Linked DNA regions of Mus musculus: all the other regions are linked to region 1. Evidence: chromatin contacts called from public HiChIP or PLAC-seq and promoter capture Hi-C data. All regions are on one chromosome and are shown on one strand. Each heading gives the region's core, a stretch centred on a gene start, on an enhancer-like site or on the middle of the called end of the contact. The rest is flanking DNA. Distances are from core to core; before and after follow the strand shown. Region 1 holds the start of Prpf3 (pre-mRNA processing factor 3). Region 2 holds the start of B230398E01Rik (a long non-coding RNA gene). Region 3 holds the start of Cers2 (ceramide synthase 2).

The links. Promoter capture Hi-C pulls out the DNA fragments that hold promoters and counts their contacts. HiChIP or PLAC-seq counts read pairs in DNA pulled down with a chosen protein or histone mark.
Region 2: a contact with region 1 is called in an H3K4me3 HiChIP or PLAC-seq map of bone marrow-derived macrophages, with 5 times the contacts expected there. The contact joins the promoter of B230398E01Rik here to the promoter of Prpf3 in region 1. A contact is called at or near these places in 2 of 39 promoter capture datasets (liver and neutrophils), 1 of 115 datasets of contacts at active chromatin or transcription factors (bone marrow-derived macrophages) and 1 of 9 other capture datasets (adipose tissue).
Region 3: a contact with region 1 is called in a promoter capture Hi-C map of pre-B cells, with 4 times the contacts expected there. The contact joins the promoter of Cers2 here to the promoter of Prpf3 in region 1. A contact is called at or near these places in 18 of 39 promoter capture datasets (the 3T3-L1 cell line, 3T3-L1-derived adipocytes, the SN4741 cell line and 11 more), 4 of 484 Hi-C or Micro-C datasets (cerebellar granule neurons, cortical neurons, embryonic stem cells and 1 more), 5 of 115 datasets of contacts at active chromatin or transcription factors (the NIH/3T3 cell line, craniofacial prominence, differentiating embryonic stem cells and 2 more) and 4 of 9 other capture datasets (adipose tissue, liver, macrophages and 1 more).

What each region holds. Positions count from the first base shown.
Region 1 is chr3:95,853,836-95,858,033 of GRCm38.p6, forward strand. Prpf3 (pre-mRNA processing factor 3) reads right to left here and starts at 2,050. Exons shown (of 16, transcript NM_001316751.2): 1 at 1,914-2,050.
Region 2 is chr3:94,986,507-94,990,704 of GRCm38.p6, forward strand. It overlaps B230398E01Rik (a long non-coding RNA gene), which reads right to left and starts at 1,951. Exons shown (of 4, transcript XR_003954666.1): 1 at 1-1,951. The region is part of intron 2 of Pi4kb (phosphatidylinositol 4-kinase beta); the gene reads left to right.
Region 3 is chr3:95,313,056-95,317,253 of GRCm38.p6, forward strand. Cers2 (ceramide synthase 2) reads left to right here and starts at 2,135. Exons shown (of 11, transcript NM_029789.2): 1 at 2,135-2,290. Anxa9 (annexin A9) reads right to left here and starts at 2,125. Exons shown (of 14, transcript NM_001379545.1): 1 at 1,748-2,125. LOC115489748 reads right to left here and starts at 2,741. Exons shown (of 2, transcript XM_030252979.1): 1 at 2,702-2,741; 2 at 1,689-2,509. The coding sequence starts at 2,741. The coding sequence ends at 1,707.

The DNA.
Region 1 (4,198 bases), core at 800-3,299:
TTTTTTGAGATACGGTCTTACAATGTAGCTCATACAGAACTCAACACTTGGCAACTCTCCTGTCTCCACTTGCCCAGTGAGAAATTCTAGGAGCATACAACCATGCCCCACTCATTTGATATTTTAATTCTAACTCAGCATCAGTCATCATTGCTATCTAAAGAATGAACAAACTAGGAATAACGTAATCTGAGGAATGGGTTCTAACTCTGACCCTGTCACACAAAAGACTGGCAAACAGAACATCTGAAGAGTCAATCTAGAAGTCAACTTCTGCTCTGGAAGCCATTCTCTAACCTAACTTTGACCTAAAACTTGTCTAACGGATTCAAAGAAGAGGGTTTATTCAAGTCAGTCCTCCTGTGTTAAATCTCATAATCCTTAAGAATGCTGTCACCTTTCTCTGTAGTTTTATTCATGCTGGTAAGTATTCTATACACCAACATGATTTTTTTATTACTTAACACAGTTGGAGAAAAATTTCAACACTATTCATGCTTACATTTGGGTAATCTTAAATCTCAACATCTTCACCAGCATAAAGATAACTTAATTTCTGATTTTCTTCCTAATGGCTGCATGTCAATCTATTGACTGCACCGACCTCAACTTCCCATAAGACCTCCTCTTAGCACTGCCATGCATCTTAGTATGATCTGGGAATTACTCTTTCAAGATGTTTAAAGACATCTAAAAAATGCAACCTCAGAATGATCATACAAGCCTGTGATCCCAGCACAAGGGGAATCAGGAGTTCAAGTCCAGCCTTGGCTACAGAGTTCAACATCACCGGTGGCTACATGAGACCTTGTCATAAAAAAAAAAAAAAAAAAAAAAAGATGCAGTCTAATTAGCTCCTACATTCTTGACAGATTTCTCTCTCATAAGATCTGTCAATACACAGTATTTAATACATCTGAATGAATCTGGAAGGCTGTTTCTCAGTGACAACTTTTATGAATAATCCTGGGATAGCTTTTTTGGGCCATCATGAGATAGCAGTATACTGCCTATCAAAAAGAAAGCAACCACAGGCACTAAAAGTGGAGAAGAAAGCCCATTTAAGATAGAATATAGTAAGCACCACCATTCATAAGCCCTTAGGAAAGCAAGTTAATTCCCGAGAGCCTCAGTATACTTATCTTAGAAAATGAGACATCTGGTATAACACTCCATTCAATAAATACTTAAGTTACTATTTCTTGTCAAGCAGAATACTTACTGCATGTAAGGACACACACAGCAGTGAACAAAACAGCCAAGAATCCTCATGTTAATGGGACTTACAACCCACTACAATTGAATAATAGGCTAGAAAGTTTAAGCAATTTTCAAAATCCAGAGTAATAGGTGAAGCATATTAAGCATATTGGATGTAAGCTCAAGAAATATACTAACAAATGGATGTCTTCAAATTCGACCCGAATGTGCAAACGAAACAGTCAATGGATAAGAAAGTTTCAGTCAGTAGAGTTGTCACTAACCAGATGTTCAACTCTAATAGCGAGGGGGCGTCAGCGTCGGTGGGGGGCTGGGGGGTGGAGGGGAAGGGGAAGGGGAAGGGGAGGGAGGCAGAACGCTGTCTTCTGAATGAGCAGGTAGCAGAATCTCATCTTCCGAAGGGATTCCTTACTTTTCTACGCTACAAGCCCCTGGAACCCCATGCTCCGGTCTTTGCTATCTTCCCACCTGGCCCCGGCCCCACCGAGTCCGCGCTAACTCCTCACCTCAGGGCAGGTTTGCCCACCCTGCTGCTTCCCGCCCCCGCCCTTTGCCTTCAGCCAGCCCATTCTGACTTCTTCCCCGGACAGAACCAGGGAGTCCTCCCAGCCTGCTTCCCGCCGAGCACTCCCGCCCTGTCCAGCCGCTCGCACCGAAGGCTACAGCCTTTCGGGCGCGGGGCCACTACTCACCTCACAAACTTCAGCCCCTGAGACGGAGCCCGAACGTTACACCGGAACCGGAAACCTTCCGGTTGCCCTACGGCCCGCCGTCGCTACCGCCACACACCGCCACGCTGCGGTCCCTACGGCACGTGACTACGGAAGGCGGGGCCTCAGCTGCGCAGCCGCGGTATCAAGGTGCCGGCCGCGGGGCGCACGCGCCGCGGGATCCTAAAGCCTAGTCCGCGGGTTGTCCCGGAGCGATGCCAACGTTAGTTCGGGCATTATTTCCCGGAGCAGAAATCGGTTGGCATCACATTCCCTCGGGTCCAAAGAGTTAGTGCGCTAAGATTATCACTTAGAACTAAAAGCAAGGACGTCCACATTCGTACTCAAAGTGTCCTTTCTAGTTTAAAAAAAAAAAAATTGTGATCTCTAGCATTAGCTGCCCTCCCTTAACTTTGCCTCCCTAATTTAAAATCGATACCAGAGACCAGGCAACAAAAAAGAACAGATTCAGAGCTATCCCCTGGCTTCCCATTCGCCAATGAAACACCAAAACCTGCCTCACTTCCTAACCTCTAGGGATAACAGTATTCCAATTGCTAGCTCAGCCTCAGAAACCAGACTACTTTCTCGCTTGTCGCTTTCTGCCTTGCATGGCTCTTTACTAAGAAAACTACAAGATTTGCACTCCACTCTACTTCGGGTTTGTGCTCAAATTAGCCTTAGAGAAGCCTTTCTGGCCGCCCTATTTAATTTTGATACTTGACGCTCTAGAGTCCCACTTTTTTTTTCTTTTTTCTTTTTTTTTTCCTTATTGTACTTGTAGTATCATCTACCGTATTCATAAAAGTTAACTTAGGCTTTGTACTAGTCAGGGTTCTCTAGAGTCATAGAACTTATGGGTAGTCTCTGTATAGTAAGGGGATTTGTTGATGACTTACAGTCTGTAGTCCAAGTCCCAACAATGGGCAGCAGCAGCTATGAAAGGAAGTTCAAGGATCTAGCAGTTGCTCAGTCCCACAAGACAAGCAGGTGGAGAAGAGAGAGAGAATCTTCCTTCTTCCAATGTCCTTATGTAGGTCTCCAGCAGAAGGTGTGGCCCAGATGAAAGGTGTGTGCCACCAAGCCTTCAACTCAAAGATCCCCCAGTCTTAATTTTCTGGAATTTATAGCCACTATGCCTCAAGATCTCCGTGCCAAGATCCAGGTCAGAAATTGTATATCTCAGCCTCCAGATTAGGATCACAGGTGAGCCTTCCAATTCTGAATTGTAGTTCATTCCAAATATAGTCAAGTAGATAACCAGGAATAGCCACCACACGCTTAGTGCTTATACTTACAGTAACACTCATACAATTAAGTACTTAATAAATACTTGTCTACCATGGCAAGTTCCCCACTACACATCCCCCAAATAAAATGTAAAACTTTTTTTTTTTTTTTTTTTTTTTTTTTAAGGAATGGCAGTTCCTCTGGGAAAGGTGGGGGTAGTGGATAGAGGTTAGATAAGGGACATCAAATGCAGTTAGGTAAGAGAAAGTACTTCTGGGACTGGAGAGATGGCTCAGTGGTTAAGAGCACTGACTGCTCTTCCAGAGGTCCTGAGTTCAATTCCCAGCAACCACATAGTGGCTCTGTAATGGGATCTGATGCCCTCTTTTGGTGTGTCTGAAGACAGCTACAGTGTGCTCGTATAAATAAAATAAGTTTATCTTTAAAAAAAAAAAAAAGCCGGGCAGTGGTGAGAAACCCTGTCTCGAAAAACCAAAAAAAAAAAAAAAAAGAGAGAGAGAGAGAAAGTACTTCTGGTAGTCTATAGCATGTGCCACTATGCCCAACTTTAACTCATTTTTATGCTCATGAATATCCAATTTCCTGATACTATTATTTGCTTTGTTTGAGGCAGAGTCTCACGTAGCCCAGGCTGGCCTCAAACTCACTATGCAGATGATCTTGAACTCCTGATATTCTCACTTCCATCTCTTAAATTCTGAGATTACAGGCCTGAACCACCAAACCAAGCTCTCAGGCTGTCCTTTCCCTGTTTGAATAGTTTTGGCAGTTTTGGCAAAACTCAGATGAAGGCCTGCTCTGTAGGTAGAGGTGTTTTACAACGGCACCAGTTTGCTTCCAGGATCCCCTAAGGCAGCAGGAGAAAATTGACTCCTTGGAGTTGTTTTCAGGATTCCACAGGCACATAAACACAGAAGACCAGAACTTGGGATTCAGCTCAGTAGTATAGTACTTGTCTAGCATGCTTCAGACCCTGGGTCTGATGTCAGCACTGCAATAACATCAACTATCTGACA
Region 2 (4,198 bases), core at 701-3,200, 870 kb before region 1:
TCAGAGTGAGTGTGCTTCTGGGAGGGGTTCACTGGTACCTCCTGTCTGGCTTGACTTTTCCCTGTATCTATTTTTTAGTCTGCATCTTAGGACCAGAAAAGCAGAGGCCTTAGGGTTTCTCTTACCCTGTGCTGGTCTGGGGTCCCTCTTCTATGCATCTAACTTCTGCTGCAGGATTATGGATGGCTCTGAGAGGCAGGTATTCTATGAGTGTTTAAATCTCTAGGGTGGGTTCTCCAGTTGCCTTTCTTCCCCACCTGGCTCCTCTTGGGTTACTAGATCCAGAAAAGGAAAAAGATCACACTTCCTGAGGCCCTTCTGGGTTATCTGATGCTGGAGTTAAGTGAGGCACTTAACTCCACTGAGGCTCCTTAGGAAATAAACATAAATACCGCTAGGTTTCTAGGCATGGAGACTTCAGCTTAGGAATTACTGCCAGTCCCTTTCGATATTTTGATGATATGCCAATTAACTAACGCCTTTGTGCTTGAGGTACCAAGGGAAATGGTTTCCCTTTCTTCCTCCATTATATGAAACATTCACTAAACAACTAGCTGTTTCCCTGTACAGTGTGCAAAAGGATGGAGGATAAAATACTGTTCTTGGACTAGGAACTGATAAAGTTTAACAAAGCTCTAGCTCCAATATAAGGATCTAGTTAGTGTATATCTTGATTAAAAAGTTTACGGAAGCATTAAGTATGCACGTGCCTTACTAAAATGAACTACACATTTTTCTAAAGCCCAGGCAAGACATTGTATAGGAGAATTCCTGGGTGTGCCCTGACACTGGCTCCCAGTCTTGGTTGTCCTTGCGGGTTCTGGTTAATCCCGTGTTCCTCCCACTATGGAGGAGCTCCAGAAGAGTGAAATGGGGGCTCCGGGAGAGAAGAGGCCCAGGGCTACTTTCTTCCTGGAGTCTCCATACAAAACTCTTCTTCATTGGCCAGATCTCACAGAAGTTTCCATGTTCTTATGAGGATTCCTTTATGTTCCCTACAGACTCACATACACCCCCCCCAAAAAAGCAGTTCTTAGCCTCAATTTTCCTTCCTATTTGTAGCCAAATGATAAATATTTTGCCATAGAGTTGGCAAGGTGGCACAAGAATCAGAGAGTGATTTAGGAACCAACCCTTAATCACACCCTCCCCTACATAATGACACTTCAAAGAGATTAGCTTTGTCTTTTCAGGACTGTAACCTTTGTACAGAGGCATCTGCTGCATGTCACACTGGAAGCCTTTCCAGCCTGATAAGGGTGTGATGTCAGCTCCTGGCTTCAGCTTCACTCCCTGAAGCTGACTCAGTACAAGTGACTCAGGCCCAGGGAGTAGGAGGAGAACAGATCATGAGACCCTACTGTCTGCCATGGACATTAATGAGCCCACTGGGGCCTGTCTGGGAGAGGATCAGCTAGGCCAATTTTCTGCCTTTTTTCTTCTGCAACTAGCATAAGTATAGAAGTTGGACCAGCAGATTATAACAGATTCTGACATCTTCACTGCCTCTTTCCTTCCCACTTCTACCCAAAGTAGAAGAGTTGTAGCCTTAGCAGGGTGTTTCCAAGTGTGACTACACCCTGCAAATGATCTTCTGCCTAAATTCTTGAGGAAAACCCAAATGTAGTGCCTCTATCAAGAACTTCAGTCATAGAATTGAATTAAGCAGAGGCTTGAAATGCTAGCTATAGAACAGAGTGCAATGGCCACTGCCTTCTTGCTCTAGGAATTCTCAAGACTTTCCTTTAGTCCAGACCCCCCTCTCTTGCTCCTGTTCCTGCTGCCTGCCCAGGTAGGATATAGTGTATAGAATCCAGGATGGATGGCCCAGTCCATGAGTGCTATTCCACGATTACTGAAGGAGCTGTCCCTCACTTTGTTCCCAGATACCAGCTAGCACAGGGGAGGGATGTTGTTTATTTTGTAATTTTTTATTTGTTTTCTAAGAAAGACTCAGTATGTAGCCTGGGCTAGCCTTGAGCTCTTGATCCGCCTGCCTCAGCCTTGTAAGTACTGAGGTTACAAGCATGTGTTACTGCCCTCAGCTGAGGTGATATTTAGATTATTGGGATCTAAACTTTGGGCTGGAATCAAGATTGCCACCGCCCTTCTAATTAGCTTTCTCAGGTGGATTTAGTTAGGATCTAATTGTCCAACATACATCAAAAAATACAATATATTTAGTGTCATGTGCAGTAGCCTGATAGTAAGCCTAAGAAGGTTTGGAAGAGATAAGACTGCATTTTTTGAGCATCCAGCCCACAGCTTTCAGGTTCATGGGTTTGGGATGCCCTTTGTCACACAGGTTCAAGGTTGGGATTAGGCTTCCTAGGGTGATCGCAGGGCTGACTGAGAGGAGTTTAGCTCTTCCTGAGATTACCAAGAAGCTACAAGAACATCGACTTTGTACCACAAGGGTCTTGCAGTTTTTGGTTGTCCCCTTGAGGACAGGGTTGGTTGAAGGCATGTGAGTGAGTGGTATGAAAGAAGTGAGCCTCTAGGATTTTGATCTAAAAGGAAGATTTGTTCAGGTAAGAACAGGAGATAAAACAGAAAACAGAAGGTGCCTTGGCCTTCAGCTTTTGATCTCAAGGTCTGAGCTGGCCTTCCAACATCCCACAGATGTCTAGACTCTGGGCAACTGGCAGTTTCAGGCTGACTGTCTTTCACTAAAGCAGATATAGCTGCACAAGAGAAGCAGTTATGAACCAAGTTGGAGCTAAATTCTTTGCCTTTGTCTCTTTCCCTCCCCCCAACCCCACCCTTTCTTCCCCTTGCCCTCTGGCCCTTTCCCAGGAGCTCTCCTCCAGCACCGAGAGTATTGATAATTCATTCAGTTCCGTAAGTGGGGCCAGGCTGGGACTGGGTGGCAGGCTCCACACGTGGCCGCATTTCCTCTCCGTCCCATGTCTTCTAAGACCAATGAAGACCCCTTTGACTCCCAGAGATTCGTATCTCCCTGCCAGGCTTTCAGACCTGGCGGCATTCCCTCTGAGCTTTAGTGCCCTGACAGGCTCAGCTGATCCTTTGCTCACAGACGGCAGCTGGAATGTTGTGCTGCTTAGTCCTAGCCCCTCGGTCTCTGGAGCAAACAGCTGGGAGAGGTAGAATTTACTCCTGGATTAGAGCCAAGGACTGCTTGGCAGAAACCTCCAGTATCCCATTTCTCCCACCAAGAACCCTTTCCTTATGGCTTCTGCCATCAGCCCATCAAATATTTATTCAGTTTTCTAAATGTTAGACCCTGTGCTGGCTGAGCCAACTCCAAAAACAAACAGGAATTGGCCTGAGGGAAAGTTTTACCTTCCCACAACTGGTTTTCCTTTTTTAACTTCCTTTCTTTCAGGTTTGAGTTCTTCCCATTCCCCAGTTCACTGCCCAGGATATCCCTTAATCCCTGTTCTCTCTCCTTATTCTCTCTGGACTAACCCATGACCCTCCAGTCCTGTTACAGGGTCTTGGACCTTGTTCCTGGGCAAAGACGTGAGAGGAAATGCTGGACCCTCTGGGAGTTTGGATGATATATATATATATAAATTTAACTTTTATTCCTTGTCTACCCACTCTGTTTTCTAGTTCCTGTGCTGATCCTCTTTTAATCATGATCCCTTCTCCTCCCGTGTGGCAGAGCCTCTCTTTTGGAGGCCTGGGGTCATATCCAGTATGGTTTGGTAACAGGGGACTACAACAGAAAGGCTAATTTGAGAATGGAAAAGAATTCTGCCTTTTCTACATGAGATGACTATGAATTGGTTGGGGTGGAGGGCCCTTGGAACAGTGACCCTTTGCCACCTGAGTGGATGGATTCTGGGATCAAGATAAAGGCATGAGTCTTTAGCTCTCTATCCCACCCCCATCCCTCTCTCTTTCTGGGAGGGAACCCAGAGCCTCATTCTTTTAAAGCCCCCAGGATATTTCTAGAGATCTTTGAAGTCCAGCTCCATCTGATTTTCTCTTTCTCCTTAAGGGCTGTCCTTAAAGCTTCCCTTCCTCACTGCTGTGCAGGGCTTGAAGCCTGCCCACTTACCCCGTTACAGAGTAGAGGCTGTGAGGTTTCTTTGCACCCTGACTCTATTCTGCATGTACAGGTGAACATGATATTGCTCAGTGCTCAAAAGACGGTTCTGGGTGGGAAAAACTAGGCCCTGCCCCTAGATGAAGAGCTCTATGTAGTCAGTAGCTGCTGGGGGAGATAGAA
Region 3 (4,198 bases), core at 885-3,384, 540 kb before region 1:
CTTACCCAGAGGACATATTTAAAAAGTCTGGTACAGCTGAGTGTGTTAGTTCACACCTGAAAATCCAAACCGTAGGAGGATTTTGAGTTTGGAACCGGGCTGGGCAACATAGTGAGATACTTTCTCAAAAAGATTAAAAATACATCCCAGGACAGCCAGGGCCACAGAGAGAAACTCTGTCTCGAAAAAACAAACAAACAAATGAAGTATCTGGTGGAAACCATGGGAAAGCCAAGTATTAAAAAAAAAAAAAAAAAAGAAAAGAAAAGAAAAGAAAAAGAAAAGAAAAAGGGACAATTCATCAAGAACGGTGGGGAGGGGTTAAAAAGGGTTAGCCAGTGCCCAAACAGCAGACTTGGTTGGAAAAAGAAGTGAGGGTGTATGTGTGTGCGCGTTGCAGAAGATTTTAGGAAGGCTACTGAAGAGGGATAGAGCAGAGTGCAGGGGACAGCCAGGCTTTTGTGGTGTATCATCTGTGCTGGGGTCTCACTGCAAGGACCAAGTGGGCAGACAGGCTGGAAATCATCCACTGCCTCTCTAACTCCCCAAACAGACAAGATCGAGAGCCAAACTCTCACACTAGAGTAGTGAGGTTACATCTCTTCCTAAGATCACAGGCAAAGCCCTGGTGCTAGAAGGCAGGCATACATTGTGAGGCAAGCCTCTGGCACAGGCTTAATGATGACAGACAAACGGCGGGGCTGGAGAGATGGCTCGGCGGTTAAGAGCACAGGCTGCTCCTTCAGAGGACCTGGGTTCATAACAAAGGCGGGAGAGACAGCTCAGCTGTCATGTTCTTACTTACAGAGGACCCGTTTGATTCTCAGCACCCACATAGCTGCTTACAACCTTATATAACTCCAGTTCCAGGGAATCTGATATCCTCCACTGACCTTGTTGGCCACCAGACATTCGTGGAACACATGCATACATTCAGGCAAAACACTCACACACATAAATTTAAAAAGAAAAAACAAAACTATTTTATGAAGGTTTAAAAAAAAACATAGTCTCCCAAATGCTGGGACTGTGCTTGGGCATGAGATGTGAAATTGCACCAGGCAGGGTTTTGGTTTTGTTTTGTTTTGTATTTTTTTTGGTTTTTCGAGACAGGGTTTCTCTGTGTAGCCCTGGCTGTCCTGGAACTCACTCTGTAGACCAGGCTGGCCTTGAACTCAGAAATCCGCCTGCCTTTTCCTCCCAAGTGCTGGGATTAAAGGAGTGCGCCACCACTTCCCAGGGGATAGTTTTTAAAGCATTTTTTACATGGAAGAAGCTAAGCTTAACTCTCCCGGTTAAGGGTCACTTGACAACTTAGTCAAGTTCTGTCCATAATGGGAGTATGGGAGATGGGAGTTAAGGCTGCTGGGCGCTTTCTCTCTCTCTCTCCCCCCCATCCGTCCCCTTATTTATTAATTTATATGAGTACAATGTGGCTGTCTTCAGACGCACCAGAAGAGTGCATGGGATCCCAGATAGTTGTGAGTGACCATGTGGTTGCTAGGAATTTAACTCAGTATCTCTAGAACAGCAGTCGGTGTTCTTAACCGCTGAGCCATGTCTCCAACCTGCTGCTCTCTTCTTGAGGCATAGATTTTATGGGACTATTTAAGGGAAAACAGGTTCTAATACGAAACTGATCACGGCTAACCATAGTGTAGCCTGGAGTACATTTTACAAAAGGTTTGAGTAGCTCTGTTAGGACTCTAAACAGCAGGGCTGGGGGAGGGGGCATTGTGGATCTCACCGTAGGGAGCATCGGGATCTGTGCAGGGTTTTCTCCGCGTGCACCCTTCCTCTGATGCCCAGTGAAGCCGGACGATGGGATTGTAGCATTCAACCCGGGGGTAAATCATGGGCTGAGGTCGCCGACCACACCAGGGCCGCGGGGTTGGGCAGAGGCAGCCAGCTCTGAACTGCTCTGGGCTCAAGCACCAGGGGGTCCCTGACCAATGTCCGGGTGGGCCGCAACCGCGCCACTCAGAGACCCAGGCGCCCTGCGGGGCACGTGCCACCCGCCCCGTCGGGGCTCCTCCGCTCCATAGGCGCAGCGCAGGGTTCCGGGCACCGGGCCCCGCCCGGCCGCGGCCCACACCCAACTCAGCTCCGCTACTGGGCTCGGCCTGGGCTCGCCGGGGCTCGGCGGGCAAAGGAGGAAGGAGGGAGGGAGCCGCGGGCAGCGGAAGGGGGAGGAGAGGACCCGGCCCAGTCAGTGCGCACCGGCCGGGCGCTAGAAGTGGGAAACGGAGTAGCGGCGCCCGGGCCGGAGCAGCTCTGCACCGGACGCCGAGTAAGTCTGTGCGCGGGTCCGCGAGGGTGGCGGGGCAGTGACGGGCGCGGGGGCTCAGGGTGCAGCTCGGAGGGAGCGGGGCCTCCACCGGCTCATGGCGGCCGGCCTGCCGGAGGGCGGGCCGAGCGCTGCTGGAGCGGGCGATCCGGGCCCGGCTGGGGCCTCGGACCAGAGAAGGCCTGCGGGGCAACAGGTAGGGGGACTGGGGCCGGGCGCTCGCTCAGGATCCATGGTACAGACGCCCCTTTGTTAGGAGTGGAGCAGTAGCGGACCTTCGGTGCTAGAAGCCCCTGCGGGCCCGCGTGCGTCCTGGGGCCTGAGTGTGGAGGCCGAGGAGGAACGGTGGCGGCCCCTGCTGTTGCTGCTGTTGCTGCTACTGCTACCGCCGCCGCTGCCGCCTCTGTTTCTGACCCCCTTGTGCCCATCCCAAGAGGGAGGTCAGAGTGTCCATGTGCCTAACGGGAAACAGGAAGGAGTACACTCTTTAGTGTCTGTCCCGGCCCCAAAGGGCTCACATTCCTATACCGTTATGGGGCGTGTTTGGCCAGCTCTGGGTTGTAACTTGCTAATTACAGGCCCAGAGGCCCTCAAGTTAGTTGGCTACCTGCAGGTGGGTGGCATTTCTTTTTAGCCTGAGCTTGGGAATTCCTGTGCCTAAGCTGCACTCCTGGCATCCAAACCAGATCTCACTTATCCGAGTTTCCAGCCTCAGCTGTCAGGGTGTTCTAAGCGCTGTGAGGTCTGGAGTGAGCCGGTCTTCCCCAGAACTGAGTTAGGGAAGGCCTCCCCCAGAAATTACTTCTGTTTGTGTGAGAGCTGGGGTAGGGGGTCACTTCCCATCCCAGAGCTAAGGTGACTGTCTTGCATTTGTGATGGGGCCCCTAAGGTCAAATATTCCGTTCCTTAGGTCTTGTTTCTGGCCACATAGTGCCTAATTTCTAAGGGGTGTGGTGTGGTGTGCTGTGTGTGTGAACTAGTTCTGGTGCCTCTATTCTCACTGGAGCCTCTGACTAGGTTTCTCTCTGTCGCTGGCCACAGGGAGACTGACATTGTACAGTTCCTTTCAACACTACCCCATTTGCCGCTGCTACTTCAACCTACTGGCCTCTCCCTGTCTCTGGAAGGCATATTCTTATATAGTGTTTGGGGTTGGAGCAGGGAAGTTTGTGAAACATCCCAGAGAAGCCTGAGGCCACGGTTGTCACAGCCTCACCCCTTAGCTTTACCAGAATCTGCCCTGTATTTTTGGGCTCATACTTTAGCCCGAAGCAGTTGACTTCTATTGCTCTTCAATATCTAGAAAGAAGTTCTTTTTTTTTTTTTTTTTTAAATGGTTGTTGATTTTGTTTTTTTTTTTTTTTAGATTTATTTATTTCATTATATGTAAATACCATAGCTGTCTTCAGACACTCCAGAAGAAGGCATCAGATCTCATTACGGATGGTTGTGAGCCACCATGTGGTTGCTGGGAATTGAACTCAGGACCTTCAGAAGAGCAGTCAGTGCTCTTAACCACTGAGCCATCTCTCCAGCCCTAGAAAGAAGTTTTTTGTTTTTTGTTTTTGTTTTTTTGGTTTTTCGAGACAGGGTTTCTCTGTATAGTCCTGGCTGTCCTGGAACTTATTTTGTAGATCTGGCTGGCCTTGAACTCAGAAATCCGCCTGCCTCTGCCTCTGGAGTGCTGGGATTAAAGGTGTGCACCACCACGCCCGGCTCTATGTCGCCTTCTTAATGGTTGCTCAGACTTGAGAGCCCTGTGAAACCGTCTCTATCCCACTATCTACTGTCTCACTGGCCCTGAGGTTTTCTTACAGGTCACACTTCTATCCTCCCAGCTTTCTGGCTCTGCAGGTGCCCATCTCTCACCCTATTACACTTGCATTGGAGGGTGGGGTGGGGAGGAATCAA